Regions from separate parts of the Sus scrofa genome. Here region 2 is linked to region 1. The links are chromatin contacts, called in public Hi-C maps. All regions are on one chromosome and are shown on one strand. Each heading gives the region's core, a stretch centred on a gene start, on an enhancer-like site or on the middle of the called end of the contact. The rest is flanking DNA. Distances are from core to core; before and after follow the strand shown.

Evidence for each region. A called contact is a pair of places that touch in the nucleus more often than the background predicts.
Region 2: a Hi-C map of fetal skeletal muscle shows a contact between it and region 1, with 2.5 times the contacts expected there. The contact joins the promoter of CDO1 here to the enhancer-like site in region 1. A contact is called at or near these places in 2 of 5 promoter capture datasets (fetal skeletal muscle and liver), 14 of 47 Hi-C or Micro-C datasets (adipocytes, blood, embryonic fibroblasts and 7 more) and 1 of 2 datasets of contacts at active chromatin or transcription factors (skeletal muscle).

The regions. Positions count from the first base shown.
Region 1 is chr2:119,821,516-119,828,218 of Sscrofa11.1, reverse strand. No RefSeq gene overlaps it. Among named protein-coding and RNA genes, the nearest start is that of TMED7, 20 kb to the right of the region's middle. Within about 2 kb of position 2,563, at least 2 of the 83 cell types and tissues checked have an H3K27ac peak or open chromatin away from gene starts, as enhancers often do. A contact at or near this core is called in fetal skeletal muscle, where this site is marked.
Region 2 is chr2:119,938,736-119,945,306 of Sscrofa11.1, reverse strand. It overlaps CDO1 (cysteine dioxygenase type 1), which reads left to right and starts at 4,882. Exons shown (of 5, transcript NM_001167643.1): 1 at 4,882-5,051. The coding sequence starts at 4,882.

The sequences.
Region 1 (6,703 bases), core at 1,314-3,813:
TTTCTAAACATTTGCTTTTGAGATACTGTTCTGGAGCACAATTGAGCTATTGCTTTCTCACACACTGTTTAAAGCACCGCCTTCACCTTGAAGTAACAGTGTGTCTATCTTTTTGAAAATATTACTAGAGGGCATACTACTTTCAGCTATTTTGTCCTTGTTGAGGAAGTCAGAAGATTTATAGCCTCTTCCTTTTGTTCTTATCTTTAAGCATGATAACTCTTTCCATAAACTTGCTTTTGCTAGAAGGTGAAACTTTCTGCAGCACAAGGGATTTTTGTGGTCACTCTTCTCATCATTTTAATGTAATCCTCTCAGCTTGGTGCACAGAAAAATGCTCTAGGTCACATTATGTTCACAGGGAAAACAAGTGAACAAAAAAAAAGCATCACTGCCAGTCTCCCTCTCTGTCTTCTTTCCAGTATTAGTCAGGGCTCATCAGAGAAACAGAACCAGTGGGGTGGGTGTGTGTACATATGCATATGTGTGTATATATATATACACACACATACATATACAGAGAGAGAAATATTAAGGAATTGGTTCATGTGATGGAAGGGTCTGGCAAGTCCTAAGCAGGAGGCCAACAGGGTTGAGACCCAGAGAAAGATGATATTGTAGCCTTGAATTCATAGGCAGTCCGGAGGCAGAATTTTTTGTAGAGCTTTAGTTTTTTCCCTCTTAAGAACTTCAGCTGATTGGAGAAGGTCCACCTACATTATGGAGAGTAATCTTTTTTATCCAGTCTACTGATTTTTTTCTTTTTTTGCTTTTTAGGGCCAAACTAGTGGCATGAGGAGTTTCCAAGGCTAGTGGTCAAATCGGAGCTACAGCTGCCAGCCTAAGCCACAGCCACAACAACGCTGGATCTGAGCCGCATCTGCAACCTACACCACCGCTCATGGCAATGCCAGATCCTTAACTCACTGAGTGAGGCCAGGAGTTGAACCCGCAACCTCATGGTTCCTAGTCAGATTCATTTCCACTGCACCACAATGGGAACTCCCAGTCTACTGATTTAACTGTTAATCATATCTAAAAAATACCTCACAGCAACAAAACCTGTATTCGACAAAACATATGGGCACCTTAGCCTAGCCATATTGACACATAAATTTAACTACCACTTTCCCTTAAGCAAGTGCACCATCCTAACCTAAGCATGGCCAGAGTATAGCCATAGCAATTTGGAGATTTTTCTGAATTGGCTGAGAGGGCTTTAATGATTCAGCAGTCTGCAGGGCAACTCTAAATCAGGTGTGCCTGTATTAGTTCAATGAGAAAGACCAGCAAGTGGGGAAAACAATTATTTTCTGAGCACCTCTTATAGATTCTGAGACTCTAGTATTGAACAAAACAGATGAGGTCTCAGGGAGCTTACTTTGTAACAGGTAAAATTAAAAAAAAAGTCTTCAAAACACAAGAGGAAATCATCTTTGTGCCACAGGACAGGAAGAAACAAATCAGGAAAGAAGTTTGTGTCCAAGCCAGGCCTTGAAGAAGAGAGAAATTTTTTAAAACTGAAAATGGGGACAGGGTTGATTGAAGTACAAATTGAATACTTAATAAATGCTGTTGAATTGCTTTCTAAGAAACAATACCAGCCAAAAAAAGTCTTTTTAAAATTAATTCTTGGGAATAATCATTCATAATTATTTCCCCCTTTATTCTGAGCCAAGTGACTCCTTGTCCTCCTGATTTCTTTATATTCTACAAGCAGTTTTTTAAAATAGAAATTCTTATGTAAATGACCTTGTTGGAAGCTCTGGATCTATAGCTAATATAAGAGAGGGCTTTGAAATCACTAAGTCCTAGAAAACAATAAGAAAACATTCCAGCATTTTTCTCACACTGAATTAAATTATTCTATAAATAAAATTACTCCACTTTCTGAAAGTGGAAAAGGTGGCATGAATGTGAGTGTTTTTTTCTTTATCCAGATTTTCCCAAATGATCTGGCATCTCAATTAAAAAAATTATGTAACAGATGTTTTAAAGCTCTTTCCCCCCCTCTCTTTTAAAGACTTTCTGGTAGTGTCAAGACTACAGCCCAGGACTAAGAGCTGAACAGTCTGGATCTCATTCTAGTTTTGCTCTTATTGAATCTAACATTCTGTCACTTGGTAACTTGACATTAGCAACTTCCTTAATGGGTTCACCTGACCTTGACAGAAAACATTTGGTTTCAGTGATGTCATGAGGACAACTGCAAATATCTGTCACTTTCACAAATGATTTTTAAAGGCAGCATGAAGCAAGACTGCCAATCCTGTGAAAATGCGAAAACCTCTCATTTTTAAACATCGTTTGGTTATTAAAAAGTTCTGAAATGCTAGACATTGTGTTTGAACAGACTTAGACAATGGAAATACATTGTGTTGATGTGGCTTGGAATTTCTTCCTTCTGCATAAATCATTTCACGTTAATCAGGGAAAGTTATTGGCAACCATCACATCTATTTTTAACTAAAGGCAAACTGCAGTAGAACTAAAACCAGATGCTGAGCTGCATACTGACTATATTCTATCACCTAATGTACAACTGCATGTAATTCTGAAGCCCTCAGCATTTACTTGTATTCCCTGTCTGCCCTCTGGCTGACAAAACCTGTAGCCAGAATATATGAGGAAATCAAAACTCAACAGTGCAAACAACAACCAATCCAGTTAGAAGATGGGCAAAAACCTGATAGGCACTTCATTGAGAAAGACATCCTGATGGCAAATAGCACATGAAATGATGTTCAAAGTCATTAGATATACGAAAAATAAAAATTAAAACCCCACTTAAATGTTGTTACATACCTATCAGAAGGGCTAAAATAAAGAGTCGTGAAAACTACAAGGATGTGAAAAAAACTGGCCCCTGTTGTTGGAGGGAATATAAAATGGTACAGCCACAGTGGAAAGTTTCGTATAAAACTAAGCCTTTTGATCCAGCAATTGTACTCGTGGATATTTACTCCAAGAAATGGAAACTTCACCCACAAAATGAATGTTCATAGCAGCTTTATTCATAATAGCTAGAAACTGGGAACAGTCCAGAGATCCTCGGATGGGTGAATAAGTTAATGAACTGTGGTGCAATTTGCTCCATGCAGTACCGTTAACACATGTAATGACTCCATGGAATCATGTCGAGCGAGGAAAGCCCATCCCAGAAGGTTATAATCATTATGATTCCATTTATAGATACTTTTGAAATGACAAAGGTTTAGAGATGGAGGACAGATTGGTGGTTTCCAGGGGTTAGAAGGATAGGGAGGGTAGAGGGAGAGGGTGTGGTTTTACAAGGACAACATGGGGATCCTTATGATGGAACTGTTTTGCCTCTTGACCGTGGTTATGGACAGTCAAAAATTGTATGCAACTAAATTTACAGTGCACATGAAATGGGAAATCTGAATAAGATCAGCAAATCATATGAGTTATATCTTGGTTGAGGAACTGTACTAGAATTTTGCAAGATATCATCATGGAGGAAGACTGGGTAGAGGGTACGTGGAATCTGTATCACTTCTTACCAGAGCATGTGAACCCACGATTATCCTAGAAAACTTTCAGTGACAATCAAGAAGGACATGTTGAAACGTGTGACTATATGGGTCAACTCCTGCCTGTACAGCTGTAGGTGGAGGGCAGCTGCAGGCCCCCTTATTGCCTCCGTAAGAGGATAAAGCATCCTTTCTATCTCCCAGTAGACATCATCTTCCCCAACATTTACTTTGTTCTTTCCCCCAAGCACAAAAAGGAGAGCAGAGACTATTACCTCAGTGAGTTAATTTCTATAACCAGAAAATTTGATCATTGTCTAAGTCTAGAGCAGAGGCTCTCAGCCCTGGCCAAAGACGAGAACCATCTGTGGTGCCTTCTTAACCTCCCAGTGGCAGCACCTGATTAGGTCTGAGTGTCAGGAGTGAGCTAGGTGTGCTTTTGGTTTGGTGTTTAAGCTCTCCAGGTGATTGTGGTGCATAGTCAGGGTTGATACCTGTCAGAATGGCCATCATGATGGTGGCTTTTTTTTTTTTTTTTTTTACATTTTGAAAAATTATACTTGATTTGCAGTGTTGTGCCAATTTCTGCTGTACAACAAAGTGACCCAGTCTCTCTCACACACACATTTATACATTCTTTTTCTTATACTGTCTTCCATCAAGTTCTATGACAAGATATTGAACAAAGTTCCCTGTGCTGTACAGTAGGGCCTTGTTGCTTATCCATTCTAAATGTAATAGTTTGCTTCTACTAACCCCAAACCCCCCGTCCATCCCACTCCCTGACTTACTTCACTCAGTATCAGAATCTCTGGTTACATCCATGTTGCTGCAAGTGGTATTATTTCGTTTCTTTTTTATGGCTGAGTGGGATCCCATTGTATAATATGTACCACGTCTTCTTAATCCATTCATCTGTTGATGGACATTTATATTGTTTTCATGTCTTGGCTATTGTGAATACTGCTGCAATGAATATATGGGTGCATGTGTCTTTTTGAATTGTAGTCTTGTCTAGAACTATATGTTCACATTCCTCCTATATGTTCAGGAGTGGCATTGCTGGATCATATGATTATTCTATATTTAATTTTCTGAGGAAACTCCAAACTGTTTCCATCAGTATGGAAATGTACCAGTTTATATTCTCACAGTGGTGGCTTTTAAAACGCAAGCCCAGGTCCCCTTTTCTCACTACCTCGGCCTACACTTTTAGGATAAGAAGGGTGTATTTTGGGGGACTCACTTCCCATCTACACTCAAAGCTGACCATGAGCATAAACCCTCAAGAAGGGGGTATGCCCTGGGGCAGACCAGGTGGGCGAGTTCTAGGATGTTCACAAGCTTGCTTAGTGTTCTCTAGGCTGTGTTGTTGGCTGTGTTTCTCCAAATCTGGCTGAAGCTCTGCTGGCTGCTTCTGAGGTTGCTCAGAGGCTGAGAACATTGCAGGCAGAGCCCTTGAGGAATGGGAAGGTGGAGGAGACAAACATCCTTGGTGTGAAAAAGCCTTCTTGGGCCAAGCTCAGCCTGCATACGGGAGCCTGCGGTCATACCCCTGAGGATGTATGAAACTTTAAAATTTCTTTAAAGTTCTGGGCAGTGTCAGGGAGGTAAACGAGGCCTGGGGATTAATCTCTGCCTCCAGAGTAGAAAAGGGGTTGGGGATCTGGTGATTCACCCCTGAGGCATACTTGACAGGGTACCCACACTGCCAGATACCCCCGGAGACGATAGGAAGGAAAACTCATTTAACACCTCCTATGCAGCAATCATTAGCATCTGGAAGGCAAGCAAAGCTATGAAAACCTCAGTCTAATTATGTCATAAGTACCACAGGAATTTCTCAAATAACCCGATCAAATTCCTCAGACTTTGCTAAAAGCTAAGCAGAGGAATAACAGCTTTCTGGACATTCATTTCTTCCCTCCACTGTTATTTATGAATCCCAGGCATTATGTTGATCTAAATCTAATCTCCTGATCTAGAGATTAGCAAAGTTAATTTCTCCCACAATCCAACTCTGTCCCATTATCTACAGTTGTCACCTTTCGGATTCTGTTCCTAGGCTGCTCATAAAGATCCATTAAACAGTTTCCACAAAGCCACGTGCTTCTTGACCTGTATTCACGGTGTTTACAAAATCCCAAGTGCAATCATTTAAACAGATGCTATTTATCTACATGCTGGGGTGGTTTCATTTTGTCTTCTCCCAAGTTTAACTTCCATGCCTTATTTGGAGAAGGGTAGAAAATAACTGAATTATTTTCTCTCACCCATGTTCTTTGTTTACAATTGCAGTCACTCCTCCAGAGAGATCTGAGAACTCATTTTCAAGGGAAACACAAGATTGAAAAGGGAAAGCAACTAGCACCCAGCTGCTTGCTACTCTCAGGGCTGACTGAGGGCTGTGGCATTCCAGGAGAGCTGGTGCTGGCTTGGACCTTCTCTGACTTGTTTCACTCTTAACTTCTGTCTCTTCTCTTAACTGGTTTTGATGAAAAGTGATGATGCAGGTTATTTTCCCCCTAAAGCAGCTTCAAACTGATGTGAAAAATCAATTTAAGCTATAGCAGATTCCTACTTTTTTGCCTCTTTCGGCCAAAGTTGCTCAAATCTTAAGGTCAGACTTTAAAAGTCAGCCACTAGAGGGAGTTCCCATTGTGGCTCAGCAGACATGAATCCAACTAGTATCCACGAGGTTGCTGGTTAGATCACTGGCCTTACATAGTGGGTCGGGGATCCAGCATTGCCGTGAGCTGTGGTGTAGGTCACAGATGTGGCTCGGATCCAGAATTGCTGTGGCTGTGATGTAGCTGCAGCTCTGATTCGACCCGTAGCCTGAGAACTTCTATAGGCTGCAGGTGAGGCGCTAAAAAGCAAAAAAAAAAAAAAAAAAAAAAAATTAAAAAAAAAGTCAGCCACTAGAGCAGTTGACCATATTTATGTGACCAAGTTATTATTTTTTTCTACTGTACAGCAATGGTGACCCAATTACACATACATATATACATTCTTTTTTCTCACATTACGTGTTCTATCGTAAGTGACTAGACAGAGTTCCCAGTGCTACACAGCAAGTTCCCGTTGCTACTCCATCCCGAAGGCAAATCCTGCATCTATTTACCCCAAACTCCTAGTCCCTCCCACTCCCTCCCCCTCCCCCTTGGCAACCACAAGTCTGTTCTCCAAGTCCATGATTTTCTTTTCTG
Region 2 (6,571 bases), core at 3,633-6,132, 110 kb before region 1:
AGGGTTTTGATGTCCAATAATTGAAGAGCTCATTTCAGTTGATAAGAAAAAAGGCCATCTGAAAAATGGGCAAAATACATAAAAATGCAGTTCACTAAATAAAAATATAGATGGTTAATAAAGCATGAAAAGTGCTGAACCTCATTAGTTATATAAAGTACAAGTAAAAACAATGAAATTCTGATTATCCCTTCTTACAGTATCAATAGTTAAAAACAATTACCAGTATTGGCAGCATTATGGAGAAGTAAGTCCTGTCATTCTTGGTGAATGAAATGCGAATTGGTACTGCATTCTTAGGTGACATTTTGGCAATTTCTATCAGAAGCCTTAAAACTAAATCTGCATTTGTTTATTCACCAATAGAGTGCCTACTATGTCCTTAGCATTGGAGTAAGACATAAGATCCCTGTTCTGGAACTTTCATTCCTCTAATTGGGAGATAGATAGGCATGAATTTAAATAATTCTTGAAATTTTAAATATGTAATAATGGAAAGTTGATAGCAAATATTAGATTTACCCGTGGGGGTTTTTTGTTTTGTTTTGTCTTTTTAGGGCCACACCCGCAGCATATGGAGGTTCCCAGGATACAGATCTAATTGGAGCTGTAACCGCCAGTCTGTGCCACAGCCACAGCAACACGGGATCAGAGCCTTGTCTGCAACCTACACCACAGTTCACAGCAATGCCGGATCCTTAACCCACAGAGCAAGGCCAGGGATTGAACCCATGTCCTCATGGATGCTAGTCGGGTTCGTTGACCACTGAGCCATGACAGGAACTCCTACCTGTGTTTTCTTATATTGATGAAGAAAAGGTAAAATATGTGTGTATGTGAGTGTGATTAGAATCTTGAGTTAGAAGAATCTTTAAATCAAGTCGCATAATTCCTTCTTTGTCCTCATATGAGTTCCTGCTATGGCACAGTGGGTTAAGGACCTGGCATTGCTACAGCTGTGGTAGGTCTTCATGTGAAGTAGATATATCTGAAACTTGGGTTGATTACTTCTAGTGGTAGCCACTAGGAAAGCACTATCCATTTTGAGGTGGGTTTATTCTTTATAGAATTCTTCCCTGTGGCCTTCCTCCCTGCCTCTTAACACACTTTCTTCCCAATTCTGGTATGTATCTAGATCGCTGGGGCTTATGTTTTCCCCCTTTCTCACCTCAGTTTTCCCAAGACTTCTCTATCTTATGGCAATTCCATTCCTTCCAATTGCTTAAGTACTTATTGATCCCTCTCTAACAGCTCACGTCCAGTCTATTGGCAAACCCTGACAGCTATACCAGAACATGTTCAGAGTCCAACCATTTTTCATGTCTCCCAGTCTGGTAAAGCCACAGTTAGCGCCATTTATCTGCTTTCTGACCAAACCCCACAAGTGGCTTCCCACATCAGAATAAAAATTGAAACACTTTATTGTCCTGTGTGATCTGCAGTCCCCATGTCCACAACTTGCCATCCATGTCTGTGTTCATCTGTGTTGTCACTCAAACACTAGGCTCGCTCACATCCCAGGACTGTTTGCAGCTTACTATTTCTTCTACATGGAAACTTCATCAAGGCAAATGCTGTCTCGCTAATATCTTTCAGTGCCTGCTCAACTATCACTTCACAAAGGAAGTGTGTTCCCTGAACTCGCTCTAAAATGACACCTCCTTAGCACCCTCTAACTTCCCTGCTTTGATTTTCTCCATCATATGTTGTAAATACAGTACTGTTTGTCTGTTTCTCCATGTATACTGTAAGTAAATATTGGTGTATCTACCCCCACCTCCCATTAGAACATAAGCCCTCAGAGGGCATAAACTTAAGTTTTATAAGTGGTGCCGGCATATAGTACATCCTTATAAAAATGTGTTGAATGGATGGATAGATCAGTGTTTCTGAACCTCTAATTCCTTTCTCTGGATGTCTACCACATGACAATGTCTGTCATAAAATGTGAATGATCATTGCCCAAGAGTGGTATCTAGATATTCTACTTTTGTTGATGAAGCCTGTAATGTCACTCACTCGCTTTTTTTGGCTGGGGTTGTGGGTGGAATGGCGGGCAGGGGGACAGTAGTTAGGTTACAGTGTGTGCTTCTTTGGGGAAGAATATGAGTGTTCTTGCAGAGAAACCAAAAAGAGAGAGAGAGAGAAAATAGATCTTTGCTTGATTTGAACTCACAACCCCAGGGATCCTTAAAAACTAGCAGTTGAATGACTCTAGCCAGTTACCACGTGCTTTTACTTAAATCACCATTCATGCATCTGCAAGACACTCTGCTAGGCATAGAGGGGTGATAGAAAAATAAAATGTAAGTGGAGCCTTTCCCCAAAATTCTCACTGTCAATATAATTCACATAAGTAACTATCATACCTGCTGTGAAGTCCTGTACGAAAGATATTGATTACTACCCTAGTTGTTCAGGAGGGGATATAACTTATATCAGAGAAAAAAGCATTTGAGCTAAGACCTTAAGGTAGGATTTGGACATACCAAAATGTCTTTCTAGCATCTAGGCAGAAATAAAAGCTTGAGCGAAAGAATGGATTTGATAACCACAAGAAGTAGTAACTAACACAGTCTGGCTGGAAGACATTTGGTAATGAAGAAAAAGTTGAAAAAGGTAATGTAGAACCAAAACATGGAGAATTTAAATGCCAGATTTACAGCCTAGTGAGTAGAAAATAAGAGTTATTGAAAGTTTCTGACAAGGAAACAACACCATTGGTCCATGCTTAAGAATAATTTTAGTGGGTATGAATAAAGAATTTGCACTGGGAACACCTGGAATCACGATATCCAGTTTAGGATGCCAGCACAGTAATCCACTCAAAATTGGAATAGAAGCTTGAGCAAGCGGAGTAGCAGTAGGGATAGAAAAGTGGGAAAACAAAAGATAATTCTGGAGATTTCAGAAATTTAATTATTGGTTAAAAGGGCTTGAGAATGATCCAGAAAAAGAGTAGGCAGAGTAAGGTTCTTGAGCTTGGGTAGCCTCATTATGGAAATAGAAAAACATGTCTGAAAGGAGTTTTAAACTCAATGTATTTCATTTGAGGTACCAAAAGGCGTTAGAGATGGCTTTCACTATGGGAGATGAGGGAGACATCCACATACAAGGAGTCAATGAAAATGTGAGTTTGGGCAAGGATTTAGAGGCAATCAACATGAATGTGTGAATATGGCTACATTAGCAAAGATCCTTTTGGTGTCTGTCACGAGGAGCCAGAGAAAGTAGAAAAAGAATTGTCTGAAAAATTTCAAGAGTGTAATCTAGTATGAAATGCAGAAAAATAAAGCTTATTTAATTTTGTTCATTCCAAATATTCATGGATTAAAAACTGAAATGAACTGATTTAGAGACTCAGTAGAAAACACTGATAAAAAAAATTTTTGAATAAACGATGAAAAGGCACAAGTTACTTTGTCCCATAATTCTTTATTTAACCACATCTTTGGCTTCTGGAGTGCTTTCTGCCTATAGCCCTTTTTGAACAATGGTGATTGAGGTGTCATTTTTACTTCCTAATAACATCGTTAGAGTACTTATAGTGTAATCAGTTTAACTAGGGATGTTTAAGACTTAAGGTGGCACAAGTAAATTCATGTACATACATGTTTATACACATACATATCTTGAAAATTGAAACAAAGTCTAGAAAAAACAGGTCAGTCTTCCCAAAGCTTAGATCTTTACCCAGAGTCTTTTTATAACAAGAAAGAAGGAAGCTATCCTAGCATTTCTTCTCTCCCTTTTTTCTTATTTTCATTCATGCTTAATTTGTATTATTCCCAAAGCTTGCTGCTATGTTCTGTCCACTACATAGAAATGCCCTCCTTGTGTATTACCAGGAGGCTCCTGCAAGCACACCCCTAGAATTGAAGTATAATTAGAACTCAAATTACAGCATTTCTTTGAACCATTACTTGAAACATCAGTGTTTTCACTGAATATGTTATTTTTAAGATAATGTTTTATTTTAAAAACCAAAAAGAATATGTGGCCTTCTATTTGTTTCACTAGTCTTGCTCTAGACCCACGTCTCCCTTGTCAAATTAGTTTCAGTACAGCCCATTCAAATTTTTAAAAAAGACTTGGACTTTTTCACCTAGCCTCTGAATATATTATCAATGATTTCAACCGACCAAACAGTAGCTCTTCATCCTTGGGAGTGGAATCCATTCTCAACCTTTGCAAACTTCACAGTTCTCTCGTCGGCTCCATTTGTATGAAGGATCCCTTTCCTTCTAATTCCTTCCTCTTCGTTCCCCCTTCTCCAAACCCCTCTTGTCGGCGTCTTAGGGTCGCGAACCGCAGCGGTGGAGAGGGGCCTCTGAGAGAGGCGGCGGGGGTGGGGTGGGGTGGACAGAGGTTGGGATGGGCTTCCAAAACGCGCCCTGCTAAGGTGGGGGAAAGATTGCACGAAGCCCACCGCGAGGGCTGGAACCCAGGAGAGAAGGGCTCAGCAATGGCCAGAGTATCGAAAGAGCTGGGACCGTGTGCATGGGCCTTTTTTGCAAGCTTTATCCCCCTTCTGCCACCCTTATCAGGTCGCTCCCAGCTTCTCCCCACCCTCGGAGGGCCGTTGGTACATTCCCGCCGACTCCGAGAGCTTAAAAAGGGCCCAGGGAGGCTGAACCTAGCAGGTTTGGTCCCGATTTGCATGCTTGGCGGGTACCGAGGTCCGCCACGGCCAAGCTGCCAGGGTACCTCTTGATATCTTGGCAAGGGTTTCTTTACGCTGTGGCACTCGTGCCTTTGGGGGCTTTGTGTCTGTGTGCAACTGTATAGCTAGCAGCTAGGGGACCCTCGCCTCCCAGCTCCTCGTTCTCTCAGCTCGTTCGTCGCAGCCCAGCAGCTAGACGCGCGTCAGCTGCTCAAGGGATGGAGCAAACCGAGGTGCTCAAGCCACGCACCCTGGCGGATCTGATCCGCATACTGCACCAGCTCTTCGCCAGCGAAGAGGTCAACGTGGAGGAGGTGCAGGCAGTCATGGAAGCCTATGAGAGCGACCCCGCGGAGTGGGCCATGTACGCCAAGTTCGACCAGTACAGGTGAGGATCTCGGGCGCAGGCCTACGGTGACTCGGAGTCCCAGCGGGCGCGGTGGGTGGGGGTTTGACTCCCGGAGAGCGCCAGCTGCCAGATGCCCGACGCGCCCACCCTCCCCGCGTCCTCGGGCCTTTCCCACACCCCGGCGCGGTTGAGCAGAAGGTGAGTCCCAGTGCCCGGAGACGGCGGCGGGCTCCCGAAGGGAAGGCCATCGCGCGGCTGCGGGTTTTCTGTTCTGTTCTCGCGGATCAACTCGCGGCTCCCGAACCCCCCCCCCCCGCAACTCCTCCTCTCTCCCCGGCCCCAGGAGCAATATTCTCTCCTTTTGAGCCGTTGCTCCTCTCGGACATCGAGGAGATGGCTGGGAGAAATCCTGGCGGCCGGACTCACCCAGGCTCCGACTGGCTGGACCAACTGGAGGGGCTCCCAGGAGAGAACTCCAACGGCCGCCGGGAGAAAGGGGTGACAGTGCAGGACACACTTACCCGACGCCAATTCTCCATCACTGCTCCCTGGGTCGCCTGCAACCAGGCTTCTGCCAAAGGGAATTTTTGTTAAAATAACATCTTGGAGTTTTCAGCTGCTGTTGTTTGGTTTATGCTGCCCCCTCTCCCAAACCAATTTGACTACCCCCACCACCACCACGGACTGCGGGTTTATTTAAACCCACTGTCAGGTTCGAGAATTAAACGGAGTACTTCTTTTTCAGCCCCAAGCAATAGGTTTTCCCTTATCCTCAGATCTGAGGGTCTGGAATGTAAATTGAAGGCCCCTGCTTCCCAGATGTTCGTGAGTGAGATGCCCTAGGAGACCACTCCTTGCAGCCCTGGCTTGGAGATTAAGTAAAAATGAAACGCTCTTCCAGTCCTCTGGGGCGATAAGTAAAACTTAGTCACCCTGAAGAGTGAGGGCTTCTTTTCCAAAGCGCAGCCAGCACTTACGGGCTTACTGGTGGTTTGTGTGGAGGGCTGGGAAAGGCGGCTAGTTAGTTGAAAAGAGCAGAATAAAGAAAGGTGACGTTTTCCTTCAAAGCAGTTTCTGTAGTCCCTTTACCTCAACATGTGCAAGTGGGTTTGGTAAAGTTTTGTGGGCAAGGGTGGTTTCAATTGAATTTGAGGAGTTGAATTAGAAAGTGAGCTCTTGAGGGTCCTGTTTTCCGCTTGCAAGTGGCTCAAGGAAATTCCTTTGATTCCTATCCTTCTGTGGCTGCCAGTGACGCTATCAGAGTCTCGTTTAATTTTGCCATTTGCTCCAAGTAATTGAGGACTTGTTAGGGGCTCTAGTACTCTTCCAGTCACTTGACACATATATTAACCTCACAACAGCTCTATGAGATAGGTACCATACTTATCCCTATCTTACAGGTGAGGAATGGTACTCAATGAAAAGGTTGGATTACCTCAAGGTGAAACTAATGTCAGTTAGTGGCTCCAAGATCCAAATTAGCCTTATTGTGGGAGTTCCCGTTGTGGCGGGACCATGAGGTTGCAGGTTTGATCCCTGGCCTCGCTCAGTGGGTTAAG